Regions from separate parts of the Mus musculus genome. Here region 1 is linked to region 2. Evidence: chromatin contacts called from public HiChIP or PLAC-seq data. All regions are on one chromosome and are shown on one strand. The core of a region is the stretch at or near the end of the contact, and the rest is flanking DNA. Distances in the headings are between cores, read along the strand shown. Region 1 overlaps Nalcn (sodium leak channel, non-selective). Region 2 overlaps Tmtc4 (transmembrane and tetratricopeptide repeat containing 4).

Evidence for each region. HiChIP or PLAC-seq counts read pairs in DNA pulled down with a chosen protein or histone mark.
Region 1: a contact with region 2 is called in an H3K4me3 HiChIP or PLAC-seq map of embryonic basal ganglia, with 4 times the contacts expected there. The contact joins two enhancer-like sites. A contact is called at or near these places in 3 of 39 promoter capture datasets (cranial neural crest, liver and maxillary cranial neural crest), 5 of 484 Hi-C or Micro-C datasets (CD4 T cells, CD8 T cells, cochlea and 2 more) and 2 of 115 datasets of contacts at active chromatin or transcription factors (astrocytes and embryonic basal ganglia).

The regions. Positions count from the first base shown.
Region 1 is chr14:123,287,783-123,293,429 of GRCm38.p6, forward strand. Nalcn (sodium leak channel, non-selective) reads right to left here. Exons shown (of 44, transcript NM_177393.4): 37 at 5,646-5,647; 38 at 3,950-4,082; 39 at 3,185-3,300; 40 at 1-85. Among named protein-coding and RNA genes, the nearest start is that of AA536875, 120 kb to the left of the region's middle. Within about 2 kb of position 3,494, at least 5 of the 459 cell types and tissues checked have an H3K27ac peak or open chromatin away from gene starts, as enhancers often do. A contact at or near this core is called in embryonic basal ganglia, where this site is marked.
Region 2 is chr14:122,940,150-122,946,149 of GRCm38.p6, forward strand. It overlaps Tmtc4 (transmembrane and tetratricopeptide repeat containing 4), which reads right to left. Exons shown (of 18, transcript NM_028651.3): 7 at 5,359-5,451; 8 at 4,525-4,689; 9 at 3,006-3,208; 10 at 1,666-1,837; 11 at 1,156-1,287. Among named protein-coding and RNA genes, the nearest start is that of Ggact, 30 kb to the left of the region's middle. Within about 2 kb of position 3,097, at least 19 of the 459 cell types and tissues checked have an H3K27ac peak or open chromatin away from gene starts, as enhancers often do. A contact at or near this core is called in embryonic basal ganglia, where this site is marked.

The DNA.
Region 1 (5,647 bases), core at 2,244-4,743, 350 kb after region 2:
GGAGCTTGTCTTTATCAAGATCCACTTCCAGCCTCCCACGCAGCAGCCGTAGCAGGAACTTCACTCGGAAAGTGGGGATCACACCCTGTGTGGGACAGCACAAGGGCCAGCAAATAAGTCATAAGCAGGCATCTACAGAAAGAGAGAGACAGACAGAGAGAGAGAGAGAGAGAGGGAGAGAGAGAGAGAGAGAGACAGAGAGACAGAGAGAGACAGAGAGAGAGAAGAAGAAGAAGAAGAAGGAGGAGGAGGAGGAGGAGGAGAAGGAGAAGAAGAAGAAAGAAGAGAAAGAAAGAAGAAAGAAAGGAAGGAAGGAGGAAGAAAGGAAGGAAGGAGGAAGAAAGGAAGGTTATGGGATGGATCCCCAAGTGGGGCAGTCTCTGGATGACCATCCTTTCGTCTTAGCTCCAAACTTTGTCTCTACAACACCTTCCATGGATATTTTATTCCCTATTCTAGGGAGGAATAAAGTATCCACACGTTGGTTCTTTCAGGCTTATAATCCAAACACCAAGGAGAGAGAGGCAAGGGATCACCAGCATAAATAGTACCAGACAGGAAGAATCTCACTGTTCTCTTTGAAAGCTGGGCAGAATAATATGTGTGAAGCATATGATGTGAAGTACTAAGCAGTAACTTTCTGTTGCTCTCATCCTGTGGGTTATCATAATATTGACTCCAGAGGTAGGGAGAGTGAGCAACATTCATGTAGCTTTCTCTGGAATCAGCCCTTACTAATTACACTCAGTAGTCTACCCACCTCTCCACATGCACCGTGAATATCATTCTACAAGTAGGCAATGCATATCTATGTAACTTTCCTCACTTAATCTGGGTCTTAGACTTAGCATTTGTTATTTTGCTTCCATTGAAAGGTAGTTTCATTGTAAGTCTCCTCAATGATTAGATTAACTTAGATGAGACAGTGAGGACTCAGCTTTGCTCTCTTCCTGGGGTAAAACACATCTGGACATTGAAACTATAAAAGGTATCACTGTATTCCATGTAACACAGCCTAACAGGCCAACTCTGACTATATCTTTGAATGGACCTGGTAGTCTAAGGCTTCTTGCTAGTTATTAGCATCTCAGTGTTAATTAGGGTGCAGTCTTTCCTGTACATATCATGTGAAATCAAGTTCCTGTGGGTAAGAGTCACAGAGACAAATATAGATCTAGATGAGACAAAAGAACTAGGCCATGTATCCCTGTCCTCCACAAGTTACTATCTCAGAAGTTCAGAAGCGACTGCAGCCCAGTTTGAGGACAGAGAGTACTAACAAAGACAGAGAGTAAAACAGCGAAGAGACATCCCTGTGTCTTGCAGACCCTGGGTTACAACCACACCACACCTTCCAGATCCTTACATACCTCAAATGTGCTAACTCCTTGTCTCTATACTAAACTTGTGCTGAACTATTTTTGGATCTTCTTAGGTGTATCTCTATATAGCTGAACTTTCCTTGTTTCTTGATGTGAGCACAATAATCACCTCTTTACCTACACCTTCATGACCATTTTAGCTAAGGGTCCACTTCAAGCCCATCCACACTCTATCATCTTCAATATGCTCATAACTTCTGGAACTCATAGAAGTTTAATATCCCCTACCAAAATGTTAGGATCATAAGTGTTTCAAACGTTGGATTTTATGGACTTTGGAATATTTGCATTCCTACAATGAGTGATAATGTGGACAAGATATAAGTTTAAACATAAAATTTATTCATGTGTTTTTTAATCTTTTTGTTGTTGTTTTGAGACAGGGTTTCTCTGTGTAGCCCTGGCTGTCCTGGAACTCACTGGGTAGACCACGCTGGCCTTGAAATCAGAAATCCACCTGCCTCTGCCTCTCGAGTGCTGGGATTAAAGGCGTGTGCCACCACACCCAGTGCTTTTTAATCTTTTTAGAACAAGTTCTTGAGTATTCCAGGCTGACATTAAACTTAATGCTGTCAAACTCCTGAGCCTCCTACTTCTGCCTCCCATGTAGTAGGATTAGTGGCAGGTGCCATTCATTCACTTTTCACATATCTTACACACATATCCCAGAAGTCATTTTATACAATATTTTTAGCATGTCTGGGTTTTGACTGTGACTTGACACACAAAATCTGGTGTGACTTTCTCCATTTGTAGTGTTGTGTTGGTACTAAAAAGAATTCAAAGTCTGGAATTAATTTGGATTAGGGATTCTAACCATTGTCATTAGTCTAACCATTTCACCTTTAAGGGGTCACCTCTTCCTTTAAAATATAAGCTCTGTGGCCATAGGAACCTTGCCACTTGAGAATTGCTTTACCTCAGTGCCTAGATCAAGTTAAGCTTTGGGAAGATAAAGATGAGTAAGAGGTCAAAGAAGAGAGGAAGAAGGGAGGAACATGCAGGATGGTAAGGAGGAGGAAGAAAGTGGAAAGGAAAGGAGGTAGCTGAGAACAAGAAACTTGCCTCTGCTTTGGCTAATTCTAGGAAGTATTGGGTAATCTTATGGTTAAGACCTTTACATACTAACTTAGAAGTAGTTTAGAATAACCAGGTCTCCATGTAATTAATTAATTTTTAGTGGTGCCAGGCATTGAACCCAAGGCTTTCTACATGCTCAGCAAACACTTAACCACTGAGATACACCACAGACATCACTTGTAATCCCTGTGTGTGGTTCATCTAGATGACTGCTTAAAGTTGCGGCGATAGTAAGTCTGTAGCAGGCTTTCCCTCTGGGAGCTGCAATTCCCCTCCTTCTACTTGAGCCCAAGGCAGATACCCTTGAAAAATCCTTAATTTTCTTCCCTTGCTGACCTTTTGAAAGTCTAAAGACCAGGCTCTTCATTGTTGGAAAGGACACGAGGAGAGACTACTCTGTCCCCCGGTCATTGCATACACACCTGGCACTGCAAAGCAACAGTGACAGCTCCAAATTTAGTCTATGCCAATTCTCAGATTCAAGATACTTGAAATGTATCATTTGTTCTCTTTGAGATTGAGCAGGTAAACAATGGCCCACTCCCCTCCTACCCCTAGGTTGAGGAAGATCTTGAATATCCAACTCTCTGCTTCCATTTTCCAAGTGCTGGGAGTACAGTGATGTACCACAACACCTAGTTTTATGTGGTGTTGGGGATCAAACCCAGAATCCTTGGGTTTGCATGCTTTGTTAGCAAATAAGCCACACCCACAGTTCCTACCTCTCTTTTATCATCTACCATGTTCCATATGATTTGAAAATGGCGAAGATCATTGTAACTCAAAAGCTGGTCCTCTTCAGTGGAATAAAACAAAGAGAAATTCTCCACAATTATGGCTAGGGAAAAAAATCAGATGTTAGACAAATATGCTAATCTGTCATTTTTTAGAAAAAGTAAAACATCTATTATAAATAATAAATGTTATCACTCACATTATAAAGCCAATTTTTCAAAGTGCTTTTAGTACAGTTTCCAAGCTGGCATGTCTCTCACTTGAACTAAGCTATTTATTCATCACTTGCCTTTCCAAAACATGAGGGTCATGGGCTCAAAGGCACTCTAGTTAGACATTCATGCCAGCTGGCTCCTACTCTTACTTCAGACTTCCAGGGCATTTTTAAGGTCATATTGGGCCTGGATGTCCCCGCAGCTGGGTGAACAAAATATATCTTTAAAAACCAAACTGATGTTTCAAGGCTGTGAAAGTAGCCCTCCCTGATTTGTGTTCAGCTCAATCCATGGGAAGAGCTCTTTGGGAATTAATGAGCATAATAAATAGGACAATTCTTGAAACTGCAATCAACTGCCATTTCCATGCCTTTCAAAGGTCTTTTCAGCTCCTGGGTTGAGAGGCAACAATTTATAATTAATGCCATGAAACACCCGCCCCAAGCAATCCAGGATAATTACTTGAAAATTGTACATAATTATCCAAGTACCTGAGTTTGAAGAGATGGAAAAAATAATTCCATGAACATCTCTTACCTACAAGCAGATTCAGCATGATGTAGGCAATGATGACATAGAATGAGCAGAAGTACATAAGTGCCCCTGCATAATTGCCACAGTCTGTTGCCCAGTATGTAAATTCATCTGGAGTACAAAATGGAGGTTGAACCTGTGGGCCAGTGGGAGACATGGAGGGCATTGAGGGGAGGGAAGGGCACAGATTTCTTCTGACTGTAGTGCTCAATGAATATATTATTGACAGTACGGGATGTAGTTAATTTAAAGCCATCAAGCAAAAGCCATACATGTCGGACATACACATCATTTGCAGCAGAACTCCACAAGAGTATTTCATCATGCTATATAAGCTTTTGGTATTGTAGATGACCCAATTAAATTGCCATTGATAGAAGCAAAATGCAAGTGAACAAGTTGCCTCTGGGACATAAGCTTAACATCCCACCAACAGACTCTGGGGTCAAACTTTATGAAGTCAAATAAAGAGAAACTTTAATATTTTTTAAAATTTAAGCAATGGATTAATTTGTATGGAGTAGATTATACATACCAAATTCACATTCAGGTTGTGTAAGGACTAGTCCCCAGTCTGAGGCACCAAATGAGATGTTACAGAAATGTATAAGGTTCAGATTATATAAAGTGTGTGCATTCCATGGGACTCATTAAAATTCAAATCTGTCTGTGATACTCTCCTGGTTTCTTTCAACCAGATAACTAGCTTTGTCTTCTGGATTCCCACACACTTTTCTGAGAGCCTATATAGGATTTATTTAATTCTGCCTTGGGCTATACCTGATTGGATAAATTTGGTTTCCACTTTTCATGTTTAAAATTCTCTAGACTCTACTATGTGGTATATCTGTGCCAAGTGATAGACTAACAATAAAGACGTACTCCTGTTCTCTGACAGCTGACAACAGTTTAACATCACAGTTTCCAGCACAAGAGGTATTAATTCCATACGGTAATTTAAATTTAATTCATATTAATTAAGATTAAGTAAAAATAAATGAAATATAAAGCAGTTTTTCTGATGCACTAGTCACACTTTAGTAGTTCAATACTGAGTTGCATGTGGACAGTACATGCTCCCTCATAGAATGTTTATAGAGCATCATTGGTGTCTATGATCTGAGAGGAAGGAGAAAGAAATAAGGTTGACTCTACAACTCTCTAGAACTAGTACACATGTCCAAACAAGAAATGTAGAGACCTGTAGAACATATAACCCACGGTTTTAAGTGTGGGCAAAAATGCCTAAAGAAGCAAGCATTAACACCATGACCCAAGGATGATATAGATGTACTGGAAAGAAAGCAGGATACCAAAGGGAAGAATGGCTCAGACTACATGACATATGTGCCTTGTGGAACCTTTAGACCTGTAGAAGGCCTTGTACATGGCCCAGGACAAACCAGGGATTGAGTGTTCAATGAGTGCATTAAATAAATGTCCTTATTTTGATTGCTAAGCTATGAAGGATAAGCAGGAAAGAAAAGTGCTCATTTTAAAATATGAGCATAATAGTTTAAGTTATGTTAAGTGAATATTTTATTCTTTCTATTTATATCTTGTAATGTTCAAAGTGCAACTTATGGACTAGACAGGAAGAATATTTCCTTTAATATAAGTCTTGATGTTAACAAGATTACCATTGGCGTGTGCACATGAGTGTATGGTGAGGCACTAACAATAATAAGGGAATATTTACCA
Region 2 (6,000 bases), core at 1,847-4,346:
AATGGCTGAGAAGCACCTAAAAAAAAGTTCCTAAGACATCTTAACTAAAACAGGAATGAAATGTTTTGACCAAAAAAGAACAAACATACAAACATAGGACAGGCATGGAGTCACAGCTCTTATAGACTTGTCTTCACTTTAGGATCGCAGTAAGATGTGACATGGTCATTAGTTTTATTTATATAACTTAGTCTGAAATTGTTACTTTTCTTAAATATAGAATGTAGCATTGAGAACTTCAGAAAGCTCTTTGTACCCAGAAGGATCACGTTCACACAAACTAAGCAATCCCAATCAAATGTGCTAAGTAAGACAGCTGTCAGTATGACACAGTAATCTGTACACTAACAGAAGACTTCTACCCTAAAGTCTTGGCCCAACCTCAGCAAATGGAATTCTCCTCTTACTGTTTGGTGAAGCCAAATAAACACAAAATCTAAACAGTTAGCATTTCCCAAGCACCTATGTGCTGACTGATGTGCTATGGTCAAGAAACCTACCAGGCAGGCATTATTTCTCACAAAAAAAGAACACTGAGAGTTTGACTAGTTGGGTAAGTGGAAAGCTTAGATTTAACCAAAAATACAAGTGAGATAAATCCCTGGTAGATCTCTCCAACAAAACACTGCCAATTTTACAGCACATACACCCATGCTTATCAACCGGCAAGAGGCATCACCAAGCACAGACCTCAGGGTGCTATGCACGTACACTTCTGTGCAGCAGTCAACTTTAAATTCCCAAGCCTATTCACAGGTATTGCCACCTTCACATTATAGCTTGAATGAGACCAGTTCCTTCTATCAACAGAGCATAGATTCTGAAAGGTCTGCTTTAAAAGACGGAATCCATACCCAGCCCCAGCCTGGAGATGAAACAACCTCCCGACTCCCAGTGTCTTCAAACTGAGGTGATACTAGCAACTTGAGGATGGCACAAGTTTAAATAAATCTATGTTAATAATTAATTTAATAACTTCTTTTAGCTAAGTGTAATGAATCTTAACTAACTCACTGGAAAAAATACCCAATAATCCCCTCCATCCCCTACCCCTCACTCTCCCACCACCCCCCCCACCCCACCCCTGGTTACTGATCCATGGTGTATGTTCTTATCTACTGGAAGATTAAAAATGTAATCTGGTGGGCAAGGTACCTTAGCATTGAGGGGACACACAGACAGGGCGCTTCGAAAGAGCTGCTCTTCACTCCGCCACTCACCACTGCGTATCACACATCTCAGTGCATTGATGAGAAGGATGCCCAGGATGATGGCGGCAACAGGTTTCTGAATAGAGTTGGCAGAGGTCATTAGTAACATGTGGTGCTATGGTTTTCTGAGGCAGCATTCTAGGTTTTTCTTTTTGGTATGTACATATGTGTGGTGCACGCACATGGGTGCACAGATGTAAACACACACCTGTGTCCATGCAGAGGCCACAGGAGGATGTCACGTGTCTTCCATTCTCACTCTAGGCCTTAGAACGCAAAGCTGGCAGGACAATGAGTTTCCAGGATCTCCCTAGCTTGGAGCCCTCAAGCTTGGGGGTTATAGGCATGCAAAGCCATGCCAGGCAGTTTACATCAGTGCTATGGTTTGAACTCAGCCTTCACTCGCACAGCAAGCTCTCTTACCCACTGCATCACTGCCCCAGCCCTATGGTACCTTTTTCTTAGTGTGTCTGCTCAGAGCTCCAAATCCAAAGGTCAGCAGCACGCAGTACCCAGCGCTGGGAAGGTAGAGGACACGTTCTGCGACCACAAAGCCCACTCGGAAAAACAAGTTGCTTGCAGGAAGAAAGGGGATCACAAGAAATCCCAAACCCAGAGTAAGGATTCTGGAAGATGAAAAAGTATTTACAAGTTCGGCTATTTTTAGATTTTCCACGAAAAGCACCTTACTGGACATAACAATAAAGACTGCTCTTTGTTTCTTGCTATCAATTTAGAAAAGATATTTAGCAAGGATAAAGTCATCAGTAGAGGGGAGTTGGCTGGCAGCACAGAGCAAAGTACTTAGCAGCCAGCACATAGGAAAATCATTGCATCAATAAAGTCAAAAGATTAGATCTAATCTATTCCTTGATTAGTGAATATACTCTTCCCAAATAACACCATGTAGTTTTTAATGGACCCTTCCCCGACTTGTCTAGCAAGGACAATACTGAAATAGATTAAGGTGCGTAAATTTAAAAGAAACTATCTTTTGTTACTGCGGTCAAGCACAAACACACTTTGCAGTGAAACATGTATAACATCCACATCTCTAAGGCTCTGATGATGAGATGGTGTAAACGAAGCAGTGAAGTCACATTTGGTGGTTCCTTCTCAGACCCTATGCCTCACAATATTTTGTTTTACATTTCATTTCACAAGTATAAATGAACTGATTAAAACTGAAGTTTGTCACTCTTTAGAATCATCAACTAATTTAAGCACACAGGTAAGCAGAAAACATTCATTCATCTTGAGAAATTACTTAGTTAACATCATGTGCACTCAGGTTTTGTGAAAACTGTCTTAAGCAGTTTTCATTTTCATAGAATATGTTTGTCTTCTCCAATTATTTTCTCAATAACCCTTTGCAAAAGATTTTTTTTAATCTGTTGAAAAAGTGTAGTATCTTTTGAGGGCAACAACATATTTTGTGCAGGACAATAGAGAGGACTTCGCAAGGGCTTCTTTGAAGGAGAACTGTGAAATAATGGGCCCAACATTTGTCAATTATACTCCCTGTTCTGACCATAAATTACATTTTACCTCCTACAGTGAGGCCTCTAAGTGCTACTTAGGAGGGTGGGAGTGGCCCATGGTAGTAATGCCTTACTGCCTCTCCAACTTCCCTCCCTACCAGCTGAAGCCATAGATTCCTACCTTGTTGCTGCCATAAATTCAGAATAAATATCCTTAGATGTCCTATACACAGAGTTGTTGAGAAGTGATAGGCACTGATTTTAGCAAAATGCTTCTGCTGCACAGAAGTTAAAATTCCATGCTGCCTCTTACCTTCTCTTGCAGCTATCCTCAGAGCACAGGGCTTGGAATATTAGGCCAATTAGGCAGAGCCAAAGTGCCGCTAGAGCAATTACCCTCCAGTCACCAACTGACTTAATGAGGGGGATGCAGCCCATTGACCAATCAAAACACAGCCACCAGGGACACAGCAGCAGCCAGGCATTCAATGAATAGTAGTAATTATAGTTTATGGCCTGTCAGTCAAAAGAAAAACAAACACTTACTTGATGGTGAACTTGAAAGAACACACATATCCTAACTTCACTTCCGAGGCATTCATAAGCTTCTGTTCCAGGAAGCGGTTGTGTAAAAATAAAATACTGCCCATTTGTATTCTGAGCATAGGGTTGTAATCTGTAATTTATTAAATGCATCCAGATTTTAATACATTAAAAATACAGCCAAGCCAGTGGTCCAGGCAATGCAGGTGTTGGTTATATTTCTGGCCAGGATATGGCTCATTTACATAGGATTACTTAACGCCTCTGACATGGTCAATGTAGGGCCCGGTGCACCTAATTCTTTAAAAATGGAGCTCAGCTCTGAGCATCCTCTTGACTCTCTCTGTAGAGTGCACAGCTAAGAATCTGTGGCTTGAGATCCTGATCCTTAGAAAAACACTCTTACAATAGCATTGCGCTACCACATTTGTCTTAATTCAGCCATGCTAGGTCCTCCTGCAGCAACAAAGATGGGGTCAGATGGGCATCATAATAGAAGGGGTCTCTTTTCCTGCTTTTCATGAAAGGAATTATGTTGGCCCTCTATGTGGGCCTGAATTGACAGACTCAATAAACCTAGAATTTAACCATATATTGAAAATATTTGTAAGAAAAAAAAAAAAAAAAACAAAGCTTAAACTCGCTGAGCAGTGAACGCTACCCTTAATCACATTAGAACAAAGAGCAGGCACTGTGTTAGGTGCAGTGTAGAAGCTGAAGACAGTTTTGAGCATAGGGGAGATGTGAACAGGATATATGTAAACACCCTTACCTTCTCAATGAGACTCCTGCACCCCTGGATTTTAGAATTGGGATGGGGGACTCTTGGAACTAATTTCCCATGGGCATCAAGAAATAACTATATAAAGAACCACCACACACCCTTCCTAACAGCATAAAAAAGTTGCCTTTATTATAAAATAACCTTAAAAACAACAAAACATGGATGTATCCACTGATTAGGGACTTGTGAATGTGGTGATGGGTGGGGATGAAGATGGAGAAGACGAAGGTGGATCTCCACCATCCTAACGCTACAACCCTTTAATATAGTTCCTCAGGTTGTGGTCACCCCCAACCTTAACATTATCTTCATTGCTACTTCATAGTATTAGTTTTACTAGTTATAAATCATAATGCAAATATCTGTTTTCCAACTGTCTTAGGATAGATACCTCTATGAAAGGGTCATTTGACCCCAAAAAGGATCACAACTCACAGGTTGAGAACTGCTAATCTATAGATGGGTAAAGAAAATAATTGAAAAGAAATCCAGGCTCAATACTTACCCTAACCAACATGCTGTCAGCAAAGGATGCTGGGTTGTCCACCTCAGTAAATGCCGGTGGGCCTGTTCCCATGATTTTCCAGCGTATATAAAGCATGCTGGTGCCTCCAATGGTAAGTAGGGCTATTCGGAAAAGGAGGCCTCCATTCTTGAACATGCCTGCATTCTGAAAGGACACCACAAAGTTCCTGTTGTGGAAGATTTTCAACTTAAGCATAGCGTGTAATCTAAGTATTTAGGAGGCTGAGACAAGAGGGTCCCGTCCTCCCCCCCCCCCCATCCATATAGTCTGCCTGGGGGTTATACAGAGTTCAAGTCCAGCCTGGGCAACATTGAAGACTGGTTTAAAATAAAAAGTAGAAAATGGAGTGGATACAGGTTAATCACTTGCCTAGAAAGAGACCCTGGGTTTTACTGCCCCGCACTGCAAAATAAATAAAAAAAATATACCAAGCCCAAGTATGAGTAGCTACTGCATTGACACTGTGCACTAAAAAGTTGCCTACCTTAGAATTCAAATTGTAAGAAATTTCAAGGTATAGTTACACCTTGGATCTAGTCTTTACTTTGTGGATGATTTCTGTCAATGTCACTTTGGTAGGCACTGTCATCTACTGGAATCCCTGCCCAGTCTGCATAAAAGAGTCTGAATATCCACAGTTTATATCCAGTGAAAGCTGCCCCTATGTGACTGGGATCTTTTAATATGGGGTTCTGTAGCAAAGAAGATCAGAAAACATCAGAAGCCAGCGGTAATTTGTGGTTTTCAGCATTTTAAATTGGCTGGTCCCTGACATTTTCCATATCTAGGCTCCAGAAAAAGTATGTGGCTCACCTCTTGTGACTTGTCCTTATGTAGGACCTTCCGGACAGCTGCCAGAATGTCGAGTTTGCCTATCACCAGGATATCGAACACAGCATTCAAGCCCTAAGAATCAAAGTCTCACAGTTAGTCCAGAGGGATCCTGGCCCTGACAGGGCAGAAATTAGCCACAATTTCATTATTTAACCTAGACCAGAAATTTGAAGGAAACAACAGACAAAATCCCAGGTATTTACAAAGAACTGCCACATGTTTTGATGAACCCAATCCACTATGGGACCTCCACCATTTAGAACCTAGTGAGACCCTGGCAGTAATGATCCCATAGCCTACATTTAGAGCACTGTAAGACTGAGGATGGCTACGCTCTGGGGTTCTCATGGAAAGTTCCCCCAAAGTCTTTGTTTCCCTCACCTCCTTGTCTATAACTGAAACAGATCGGTCAACTACCTGGGCAGTAATTAAGCATATCAAGAGAAAGACAGCCATCAATTCTGCAAACCCAGCCTTGTACGTAAACTTCAGTGGGCTGACCGAGGCCTGGTGAATGGGGCAGACACACATCTCTTTCTCTGAAGGATGCCTGGATCTTTCAGAACTCTAACTGTTCAGTAGTGTCTTGTGCTCCCTGGGCACACAGCTGGACTTTATCCT